Linked DNA regions of Xenopus laevis: region 2 is linked to region 1. The links are chromatin contacts, called in public Hi-C maps. All regions are on one chromosome and are shown on one strand. Each heading gives the region's core, a stretch centred on a gene start, on an enhancer-like site or on the middle of the called end of the contact. The rest is flanking DNA. Distances are from core to core; before and after follow the strand shown. Region 1 overlaps csnk2b.L (casein kinase II subunit beta). Region 2 holds the start of ly6g6c.L.

Region 1 (6,115 bases), core at 1,931-4,430:
ATTTATATCTCTAATAAAAAAACATTAAACGCATTTAAGAAAAATAATTAAGCATGCAAGTAGGTACATGTTTATACTAATTCCAGTCTTGGCTATGCAGCCAAAACAAGGTATTTAAAAAAAAAACCAGGCCAGTGCTGAAAAAAGTATGTTTCAAATGGTTCTCTATTTGCTTAATCGCTGGTTCCAAAAATATAAAAAAGTATCGTGCACAGCTGAGCTGTCAAGCCCGTGGACCAGATGTGGCCCTCGACAAGATTGTTATGGCTATAGGGCTCCATAGACTTCATTGTATGATGTAATATTAGCCCTTTGCCTGTCAAACGTACAGCAAATGGGGTGTCTTCAATTTGGGGCCCCTAGAGGCCACTTAATTAAACCTATTCACATTGGACAGCAGACTTTTCAGTAGACCCCTGGCCTTAATATTTAGGTTGATCTTGGTACCTTATGTAATATGGGAAATAAGATCAGGCAAACTGTAAGCTTTGGACATTTTTCAAAAATCTCAGATTTTTTTAAAATCGGTAACCTTAGGAAAGCATTGTGACTGGGTAGTTTAGAGTTGAAAGACATCTTTAGTTATTTTGGATTCCTTAGAATCTGTTCTTAGCAAAAATGCATGGTTTGCTAGGGTAAAAGTAGAATTTTTGGTTGTGGTTTCTGGAGCAGTGCTTTGGAAATTTGGTAGTGTACTGCTTGGAGTTTTTGACCTATAAAATTCAGAGATCTCCATAAAACTATACATCAGTTTTCATGCATAAAATATTGTTTCTGATATGTGTTTATATTATGGAAAATATGTTTGTTTTTCATTTTTGACATTTATAAGCCTATATTTTGTTACAGAAGTGGAATTTTGAAAGCTTAGGCTGTCCTGAAAAAAAGATAAATCATTTTCCTGGGTAAACTGAATGCTACCCCCAGGAAAGGCCCCTAAAGTGAAAAAGCACAAAACTGTCTGGCAATAAAAGTACCCCAAGAGACCAAATTGGAAAACGCCAACATACAGGTTTTTCAGAATTTTTCTCAGAAGTTAAAATAATCCTTGCTAGAAAGAGAAAACCAGATATATGTCAGCCAATATTAGTTTTTGTTTGGGAAGAATTTAATGAATGTGACTTCATCACCAGCCATTCCATAATTTATCAGAAGTGAGATTCCTGGGGCTAACATTCATCAAAATCTGGGAGAAAGTCCAAAAAGCCTTCCTCAAGCAAATTGAACTATTTCTCTGCCAGAGAAGAAAATATGACTCCTTTTGTGCCTATTAGAACTGTTGTAAGCCCCTGACTTCTCAAAATGGATGCATATTATACTTGGAGGCACACTTATCAATGTTTTCTTAAACTCCCTTAAATTCAAATTAATTCTGAATTCTACTTGGCGAAATGCATTAATAATAATTTAATAAAATCAAATTATTAAAACTCGGACGAATTTAAACAACCCGAAAATGTGAATCAAATTAGATTCAAATTCGATCAAACTCGATTTGAGTTTTTTCTCAGAAAAAAAATTGAATGTCAGGAAAGCTGCAAAAATCATCAAATTGTTTCCTGAACCTCTCCCATTGACTTAAACAGTAATTCGGCAGGTTTTAGGTGGCGAATAGCCAAGTTCTAATTCTTAAAGGGTACGAGTATGATAAATCTTGAAAATTTACTTAGAATTTTTTACAAAAACTTGAATTTGGTTTGGATAATTCCCTAGACAATAACGCCCTGCCCACGTATGAGTAATATATGCCATATAAAGCAGCATTGTTTTAAATTTCAGTCAAAGTTACATTGGGAATTATTTTAGGTCTTGTGCAAATATTTTTGTATTCACTCCATATGCAGACAGCATACATAAGCTTCCAGGTGGCTCCCATAGCACACTTCCCCATCAACTGTATTTAAAAGAGTCACAAACAGATGAAACCATGTCTTGCATGTCACACTGTGTATCTCCAAATGTCACATCATTCATTTCAATAGAAAAACACAAGTTTGCTCAATCTACACCATGTACAGCACCCTATGGCCTATAGAACCGAAGCTTTTATCCCCAATTCCCAATGAAAGCATAAAAAGTAACTTTCTGGAATTTACAATATTATATCTAGGCATTTACTAGCAGTAGTGGATACAAACTTATTAAAATACTGTACATGGATTCTCAGTTGTGTTTGCACATTACATACTGTATACCAATCTTGTTCAGCTTTATACATTTACACACGTGCAGGGGAAATTTGTTCACCATGTAAACTTTATAAATGAACCCCATTATGTTTGGTCAGGTGCAGTAACCCATAACCACCAATCAGCAGGTGGCATTTACTGGTCAGCTGTTTATATGCCAAAATCTTATTGGTTGCTATCTGTTTTCTAGAATTCATATACCAGCACAGAGTAACTGCAATGCAGATGTTTTAGGCTACTAAAGAAAATGGCACTGATCTCCATTGTATGCTGATGTGTAAATTGTTGCACTTTGCTATAGGTTACTAATGCTGGGCATACTTATTACATATGGATAAAAGGCTGATTATTAGTGGGGGGAACATATTTTTCACCCACAATGCACAGCTTGCAACTCTCTGTAAGTACTGCTCAAGTGTTTTGTGGATTGGTTACTAAGAGGATATACCCAGGTATTAGCTTTGTACATGGTTACTGGTGTAAAAAAAGGAGAGCTAGAATACATAATACAGACTAAAACAACGGTAGCACTTGTAGGGATCAAAGCAGCACTGTGCTACACCAATATCTTTTCTTGTTAATAAGTGGACAAGCAAATGTTTTACTCCTGTTTATTCAGCACAGTTAAAACATGCAGAAAATAAGTAGTCTGACAGGTAAGGAGAGTAGCAGCACAAACTGAACATATTGATTTCTCAAATCCCATTTGTTTGCCTCATTAAACAAATATAGCCTCCTTTTTTGACATTAGCTCACTAGGTTGGAATTATTTAGAAAACTTGAATAAACTCTACCTGAAATATAAGTGTATTTTTTTTTTTCTACACAAAAATATCCGATACCACAGATGTGAAAGGAAACCTTGATCTCTCTGTTCACAGGCAGCAGCTCTGAATTTACTTTAAGCCTCATGTAATGCAACCCCTCCCTATGTTTCATGTTGATGGAATGGTACAGGAAGGCCCTCTGCTTTCCATAGTGTGTGCTGCACATGTCCCATAATCCATCACTTCATAATGGAACAAAGCAAGGGTGGGGTTGCATGTTGGTAAATTGTCAAATATCATGGTTTTCTATGAAATCAGGTATGTTTGGGTTAAAATATATCTACATATTTGGAAGTCCAGATAGTGTGTATGCATATTTTCTACATATGCCCAACGGAATGAACTCATGTTGAAAATAGATTTTCCCTTTACAGGTTGTCTGCTAATGAGTGACACCTGCTGGTAGCAATCAGTATCTCTTTCAGCACTTGTAAATGATTAGAGAAAGAAATCCAGCACAGGGAGTATGGGCTTGATTATTGGGAATGCTTGCGACCTGGGGTTTTCTGCATCTTTCGATAATTTGAATGTCCTTACCTTAAGTGAATGCCATGGGAGATTTTGTAGGATGGTGTTGTATCAACAAAATGCATCAAGTCAGATGTAAATGTTTGGGTCAAAAAATCTAAAATTTTCCATCAGACATGATGTATGCAAACGCTACATGCTGAGTCTTCCTCCGACGAGATAAAATCTGATGGATGTAAATGCATTATCAACACCACCCGACTATCTGATCAAACTTTACATTCTAGCAATGGGGGAAGGGGGGATCAGATTTTGTAGAATCCAACAAATCTCATGCTGTTGTGTGCAGCTGCATTGCAAAATCAGATACATTTTGAAAATCTGATCTAATTCTCACATGTAGTTTTATCCTATGGTTTCATGGAGCTTAGTACCAAGTACAAGGTAATCTTTTATTAATACTGAGAAAAAGGAGAACTAAAAAATGCTTTAATTGTTCGCTATGGGAGATGGTTGCCTTTTTGTATAATGGGTTTCCAGATAATAGTTAGATAAAGGAAAGATAGTAACCCCCTGCTCTCCAATACCATCCAATTCTTATTCACTGAAAAAGTACTGTGCCAATAAATACCAATAAACATACAAAGTACTAATTAATTGTTGTAATTGATGTAGTCCCACAATGAAATTCAATTAAAGTGCCATTGCTAATTTCATTTGCGTTGTGTCACTATTGCAAGTATTGCATGCCAAGTTGGTTACATGCCGTGTATATCTATCTATATATATATATATCTATCTATCTCAATTCATTAATTAGGAAAAAGCTTCTATCATAATGAATTTAAAGTGATAGTGCTAATCAAAATGCAACCTCAGGCTGCTTAAAAAATTGCTTGTGCTAATCACTGTTTAAAAAAAAAAAAGTTCTATTAAAAAAAACCAAACCGTCATTTAAGAGATATAAGTAGGAAATAGAAGCTTTTTGGGAGCTCTCCTCTATTTTCTAACAGGTTTGTATTTCTAGGCCGTGAGACTCCACACGGGGAGAAAGTAGTACACTGGGGACTGTGGTCTCGGAGGCTCTGCCAATGCGTTTCGCTGATGCTTTGTCAAGGCCTTGACAAAACATCAGCGAAACGCATTGGCATAGCCTCCGGTCAATTGTTTTTAAATAATACTTTGAACCTTGATCGGGTTATTTTATTTATAGAATTTCAGTAGTGGATACTGAATATTATCAGCCTTTCCCCTTGCTGCATTTATAACTCAAATCTCTTTACATTTAAGGCACGGAGGGATTTGTGATCTTTCAGGGAAGCTTAGTTCTCCTCAGCAGATAGAAACTACAGAGACCACAGTCCCCAGTGCACTACTTTCTCCCATGTGGAGTCCCAGGGTCTAGAAATACAAACCTGTTAGAAAATAGTAGAGGTGGAGAGGTCCCAGGAAGCTTCTATTTCCTACTTATACAGTTTGGGTTTTTTTTTAATTGATGAACTCTTTTTTTTTTTTTTAAAACACTGATTAGCACAAGCAATTTTTTAATTATAATTAAATTATCGAATCACTGGCAGCCTGAGGTTGCATTTTGATTAGCACTAGCACTTTAAATTCATTACTAATTCATCGGTTTATGACAGAAGCTTTTTCCTAATAATTTATTTTCATTCATGAATTGACATATATACAGCATGTAACGAACTTGGCATGCGATACATACAGCAATGACAGCGCAAATGAAATTAGCACTGGCACTTTAATTGATTGAATTTCATTGTGGGACTACATCAATTACAACAATTAATGAATTAATTTAGCACTTTGTATGTTTATTGGTATTTATTGGCACACAGTACTTTGTCAGTGAAAATTGAATCGGAATTGGATGGTGTTGGAGAGCAGGGGGGTTACCATCTTTCCTCTATCTTACAATAATTTTCATCAAGTAATTCATACCTCCAACTCTCAGAGAAGCAAGTTCTGGGTAACTAACTAGGTTCTGTCTTTCCTTAATCGGGTTTCCAGATACATATCTGTACCAATATATTTTCTGCAGATGAAAAAAAGTATTCATTACTGAAAACCCCCCAAAAAGCAACGATTCTTTAGAATTTTATTTAACCACAACTGGAAATTGCAGGAATACACTTTAACAGGACTAAAATCAAAATTGTGGGCAAATAATACACTGAAACAGACATCTTTCATTGTCGATGGAAGGAAATAGGGTTTATGGGGTGTGCAGACCCCATGTATAATCCATATAATAGGAAAGACTCAACGCATAGTCTTCACAGGACTTTTAAAGTTGCTGGCTGCTTGTAGCTGAAGCTGGTATGCCATAGGGTGAATTTTGAAGCCATATAACCTAGAGAAAAGAAGGAGAAACAAAAAATATTAAATTTAAAAAGAAAAATATTTAAAAAAATAGAAGCTCTTATAAGCATACCTCTGCATCAGGAGAAATGAAAGCAGCAAATTAATACATTTCTGTATACAGATGAAGCAAACCAAGGTATATGACCCCCCCCACTACCTTCATGTATCACAGCTACAAAACACACTGATGCTGGGAGTCACAGCTTCCACCTGCTCCAAAACTGACAAACCACATGCAGTGGATGCTTC
Region 2 (6,115 bases), core at 2,656-5,155, 39 kb before region 1:
ATTTACAATGATTAATGCAAAATACAAAAACCCCAGCAGCACACATTTTTTGCACCATGCATTTATAAGTGCTCATAATTTTTAATCCTGCGCACTATGCAGTATTTTCTTAATGTCACATACACCCAAATGGAGATTACACAATTTTTTTTTTTAAAGTTTTGTAAATGAAATTGCAGCATTGCACATTATGATGTGCAAAATGAAATTCACCTAAAAGACTGGGAACGACAGCACAGGGTATTAATATATTTACAAATAATTTTTTGCAATATTTTAATTATGCAGATTGCATGAATGATAAGTTACTATAACTGCTATATATGTCCTTTAATCACAGAAAATGCAATACTGTGTGAATCTGATGAAGAAGAGCAGACACAGTTTTGATGAAAGGGAAAGGATCCGCGGGATTGGCATAAGAGACAAAGCTTTCGGTTGCAATTACATTTACAAATTGGTTTTAAAATGATTGCACTCTTATTAATGCATATTGGAAAGTTGCTTAGCATTTGATTTTCTTTCATCTCTTTTTGGCCCTTTTAAAATAGGACTTGTTATTATTCCTTACAGCAGTTTGCAACGTTGGAAGTGGTTTAAAGTTTACTTTAGGTTAGTAAAACTTTCATGATCAGTTAAACAGGCTAAAGTTGACCATGAACTTCAAGTTCCACTGTGTCTTCCCAGATCAATTGGATCATAATAGGGTCTATATAAACCCATCAGAAGTGGACCTCAATGGTAATGTCGCATCTAGTATACACAGACCCCTATAAACTTCACCAACATGCTCGAAGCATATCAACTAGTCAAGCAGGCTGTCCGTTTTTCATTATGCCACTATATACAGGTCACCAAGCTACCAACCCAGCCCATATATAGTCACTTTTCTTTCCTAGGCCACTTACCCATTACAATGGCTCCAATAATCACAGACAAGGACAAAAGCAGCTTCATGGTGCTTGAGAATACTCTGAAAAAAATGTGAAATGACTTAAACTCTAAGAAAATTGTTGAATTGGGAAGGCAATAGGAGAAAGAAAAGGGGCAAAAATAACCACACACCATGCTTAAAACCAGGGCTGGCCATCTGGAGGTCTGCTGGCTGGATGTTGCCCTCCTTCGGCCCCCTGCCTATAAAATCCATTGGTTTTTGTTCAACATTATCATTTTGATATAATCTGAATCATGAACACATGTCAGCTAACAGACCCAGTGCATGGAAAGAGTTGGGCAGCACTAATCTAAAGTTGTTATGGTTAGGAGTTTTTTTTGTAATGAATTATTATTGGGCTTCTACAAAGTGGCAGGTCTTTAATTTTAGTAAGATAAATACTTAAATGCATGATGGATTCAGATACATTTTGGGATTGTTATTGACACTGCACTGGTGTCACTACACTGGTGCATTTACATGTGGTTTGTAACAGAATAGCATTGAAACTGGCACCCATTCCTACACAGTAAATTATCCTTTATTTTCAAGCAAAAGCAAGTATTTCCCAAAATGATATTCCCCATTCCAAGCTTGTATGGTATAACCTAGCATAGCCTTTTAGTTCCCTCAGCATTTTACATTGATTTACTGACTAATATGGCACCCACCAAATTACCATGGTAATAACACAAGTACAAGACCATGATGCGGCTGAAAAGTTGCATTTATGTCTGCAAAGGTTCTTTGGAAAAATAAAAAGTTAGTGATAAATACCCAGTAAGGGCACACAGTTCCCCAGACAGAAATCTCATAACTAGGGATGCACCGAATCCACTATTTTGGATTCGGCCAAACCCCCGAATCCTTCGCAAAAGATTTGGCCAAATACCGAACCGAATCCCAATTTTCATATGCAAATTAGGGGTGGAAAGGGGAAATTTTTTTTACTTCCTTGTTTTGTGACTAAAAGTCACGCGGTTTCCCTCCCCGCCCAAATTTGCATATGCAAATTAGGATCTGGTTCGGTCGAATCCGAATCCTGCTGAAAAAGGCCGAATTCTGAACTGAATCCTGGAATCGGTGCATCCCTACTCATTACATGAGATTTGTGCTAAGAAAAATGAAGGTGGATCAGGAGTCATTTAGCAGAAGGGAAAATGGGGCGCAAGATGAAAATCCACATTAATAAAACCAACAGTGGATACAAATGGCTCCTGAATTCTCAGTTTGGAGATTTTCCAACCTGGTCCCAATGCACAATAATGATTCTGATGGCAAACAAGCATGGGTGTCCCCAGGACAGGGTGGGGCAAGTTTATTAAACAAAATACATCTAAACCTGTATACACTAACCACAACCAGCCTATAAAATAAATTTGACCGGAGATAAATAGTTGCGACCATCATATGAGGTTTACCTTGACATGGTAGGTTACTTGGCAATTTTATGATCACAACTTTGTAACTTTGAACTCCTTTTTGTAAATATATGCACTATCACAGATATTAAATAACTAAATTGTTACCAGGGGATGTACATGAATTAATCCCATATCTTTTGCATACACTATCCAAGTGTCAGGTCGGAGAGATTTGTATTTGCAATCTCTGCAAGCCGCTAAATTTATACAAAATTGTATAACTAGTGGTCTGTTTTAAGAAGAGTGTGCAAATAATAAAAATGTATCGCAATATATACAACACAATAAGGGTTGTAATTTTTGGGGAAAAAATGCTCCTTGGAAACTTATCTGATTTCACTGGATTTATGGGTGTAATCCAATGAGCCAGAAAATTCCAGCACCACTGTATACAGATAACAGTACTGATGGGAGCAAAAGCTAGAGATCTTGCCATTGGTATTTTCAATTCTATACAGTATATTGATTCTATATATTCATTCCTTTAGGTGCAGACAAAAGTTAAATTTTACAGCAAAACTTAGCTCTAAAAGCAGGTATGGTACCCATGAAAAATTTATGGCAAATTACACTGTTTCTCCACTATAACAATATTACATACAATTGAATACAGTGGTTCTGGTAAACCAATCTTTGGTGGCAGTATAGCGGATATCTAGGGGCTGGAAGAAAACAACACTATCTCCAGCTCAACTGTACTCAAAAACATTCTAAAGGGTCGTTAAAAGCAGCACAATACATAAATAGAATATGTATATAGTTCAAATACTCCACGCGAATACATTGTGCCTTGAAAGAAAAAGTTTTCACTTGCATCCCTCAGGCTGCTATTAACTCCTGCTAAACTGCAACACCCAAAGCCTCTCCTTAGCATGAACTATTCTTATAAATTATATAATGTGATGTTCTGTGATGATACTTGTTGGGAAAAACCTGGCAGAGCTGCCAACCACAAGGAGAATTAAAACAAAACATGCTTTGAGTGCTACAGTTTAGTAGTTAAACTGCTTTGTAGCAAATGCTATCTCAACAATAACACCTACCTTCTCCTAACAGAATAGATACAGAGGAGATCAGATTGAGATTTTGTGGGTTCCCTTGGTGCAGCAGCCACAGGTAGCCATGCTCCCCAAATTACTGCTCATTCACACAGACTCACAAACAAACACACAAGGAGTATCACACTAGGTCTCTCGCATATACAGAACAGCAGCTTTCAGAAACCCTGCAGCAGTTGAGAGTTGAGATCTCAAACTCCATTATGAAGCCCTAGGGCACTTGCTTTTGCCCTGCTTGAGAGTAAAGTTTCAGGGATGCCCAAGTGAATGAGTAAAAGTTCCAAAGAGAAGCTCAAATAAGGCAGACCACCAGATATGTCCCAGGTAGAGAATGATTGGAGCACATAGAATTGTGGAAAGTAGGAAATGTATTGGATAGTTAAAATTACCAGACGTTCCCTGCAGCTGGATCAGTGCTCTAGACTCTGTGCTGGGGGAAGGTGTAGCCCACCTTTATATACCCCAGCTCCTAAGGGAGGGGCCTGCAAGCCAAATAACTGGTGATTCTAACGGGACACACCTTTGTGTTTGTAAAGACTGAGCAGCTCTTAGCTCTTTATGCATAACAGGGTGTGGTGGGAAGGGAGCAGTTACTGTCACACTGTCCTTAACTCCTCTGTATTTGGTTGCTATTTTTAGTATTCAATTATATATCTGTGTGTGTGACGTGTAAGGCTGGGCAAGAGGGATACATGTTTATTCATTGCAACATGACCCCTCTTGGGCTGCAAAACAAATGTACTGGCAGCCTGGTCATTTAGAAAGTTGTCCTTGGGAATTTCCAGTCTGGCAGCTTTCACTATGCGAGTCATATTGGAAAGGTTAATATGATCAGAGCCATGGATTTTACCCAGTCTGACAGCTGTTCAGAGAGCACTGCCAATGGCCATGGAAAGAGGCACTCGCACAACAGGATTAAATACTCACAGTTGCAGAAATTTCCAGGCTGTCTTCTGGGCATGGGGATGGAATTGTGTGTTTTTGCCACTCATATAATACTGTATTTGAAGATTTACCCTCTTGGTATGGCCCAAGGATCTTATGGGAGGCATCAAAGGGAAACTGCAGATAAAGTGCTTACTGTAAAAACTCAGTACGCTATTATAAAACACTTACAGAGGTCATTAAGCTAGGTTCATGCATTTGCAGAAGTACTTGAAATATTTAAAATTTACATTGTTTCATTTAAGTGCAATTACACTACAGGTAACCTTCAGACTTGTCTGAATAATTTTCCTTATAGTGGCAGCAATTACCAACCCTCTGTTCTCCTGAATCCCTTTAAACATTTTTCTTTTATTTCAGGAACATTATAGTTCATTTCTGTGTTTCACACTTCCCTGCGGCACAGTGATAGAGGAGACTGGGCTTCATGAACTCCTACATTCTCCTGCTGTGGAACGCATGCAAGATTCAGCCCAGGGGACGCACAAGCAACGGCTTATGTTATGTATGGAATTGCGGAGAACATTAGGGAGGGCAATGGATAACTAAAAGATGGGAACAAAGAATGAAAACAAGTGGAAAAATAGTATTCCTGGAGTTAATGTAGTGCTCTAAATAGGTTTTATGTTGTATGTCTTGAATGCAACCCTTCAAATCCATTTTCTGCAGTGATCCTATTGGCATCTCTGGATTATGCAGTTCTCATTAAGACTAAAGTGGGTGTCAGGGGTGTCTGGGGGGGGTGGTAAAAAAGAGCATTCCATTATATATGGAATGAGCACCAATGCTATGACCTCCACCTAGAACAATGCACAAGCTCAGGGCCATTTCTGGGCCAGGAGCTGCCTGAGATGGCTCCTACAATTCCGCCCCCTTGTCCCCCCATGCTTACCTTTCCTACACTGGAGGGAATCTGGAGGGGGGTCGCATCCAGAGGCGTAAATATATAGTGGAAGCAGACTCTGCAGTCGCAGGGGGGCCCAGACTGTGGGGTCTGCCTCCTTTATAGCTAATAAAAAAAAAACCTACTCCCCAGTGCTCTCTCTTACCGCAAGGAAGGGGAAGCAAGTCGGCCAGGAGTGGGCGGAGTCAGAGAGGGCATGGGTGGGGTGGAGGCAGGACAAGAAGTGGAGGGAAGGATGGGGATTGGAGTGCGCAGGGCCCCTCTGAAGACTTTTTTGCAGGGGGGCCCTGCACACTCTAGTTACGCCACTTACCATCACTAGAAGAGCCAGATTTCCTGTAAACTGCTCAGTTTTACAACTTGCCTCATTGGCGCATCTCCCCTGCACATGCTCCATGGGTCCCCACAGAATGTGTATGTGAGAATCTAACTGTGAGGGTCTGAATATTTTACAACTTCATACATTGTTAGTCTAACACTATCAGCCAAATAAGTAATAACAACAAGTAACAAAACAGTAGTAACAACAAGATTCTCATTGAAACTGGATGAGACCTGATTTTCATGCAAATAGTTGGATCCTGTTTGGTACTGGAATTTGTCTCATCTTAAAAAAAAATCAGATCACTTACAGTATGGCTATTTCCTGACGTGTCTGCCAGTTTTATAAAAACCTATTTTACTTGTTTTTCAACATAACAGACGCATTAAACTTTAAAGTGCCAACTGAATGCGCAGAAACAGCTAAGGCTAATGGCACTGCCATTTTTCCTGATTCGGTCCACCACAGGCCTGTCCATATATACAGCAATGGAATCTGATTAAATTCCATATTCTGGCCTGTCTGCCA

What was found. Hi-C and Micro-C count contacts between places; a contact is called where the count stands out from the background.
Region 2: a Hi-C map of the XTC cell line shows a contact between it and region 1, with 1.7 times the contacts expected there. The contact joins the promoter of ly6g6c.L here to the enhancer-like site in region 1. A contact is called at or near these places in 3 of 4 Hi-C or Micro-C datasets (the XL177 cell line, the XTC cell line and animal cap).

The regions. Positions count from the first base shown.
Region 1 is chr8L:66,333,921-66,340,035 of Xenopus_laevis_v10.1, reverse strand. csnk2b.L (casein kinase II subunit beta) reads right to left here. Exons shown (of 7, transcript XM_018230156.2): 7 at 5,587-5,855. The coding sequence ends at 5,765. Among protein-coding and RNA genes, the nearest start is that of csnk2b.L, 11 kb to the right of the region's middle. Within about 2 kb of position 3,180, at least 1 of the 7 cell types and tissues checked has an H3K27ac peak or open chromatin away from gene starts, as enhancers often do.
Region 2 is chr8L:66,373,739-66,379,853 of Xenopus_laevis_v10.1, reverse strand. It overlaps ly6g6c.L, which reads right to left and starts at 3,905. Exons shown (of 4, transcript XM_018230159.2): 1 at 3,806-3,905; 2 at 909-973. The coding sequence starts at 957.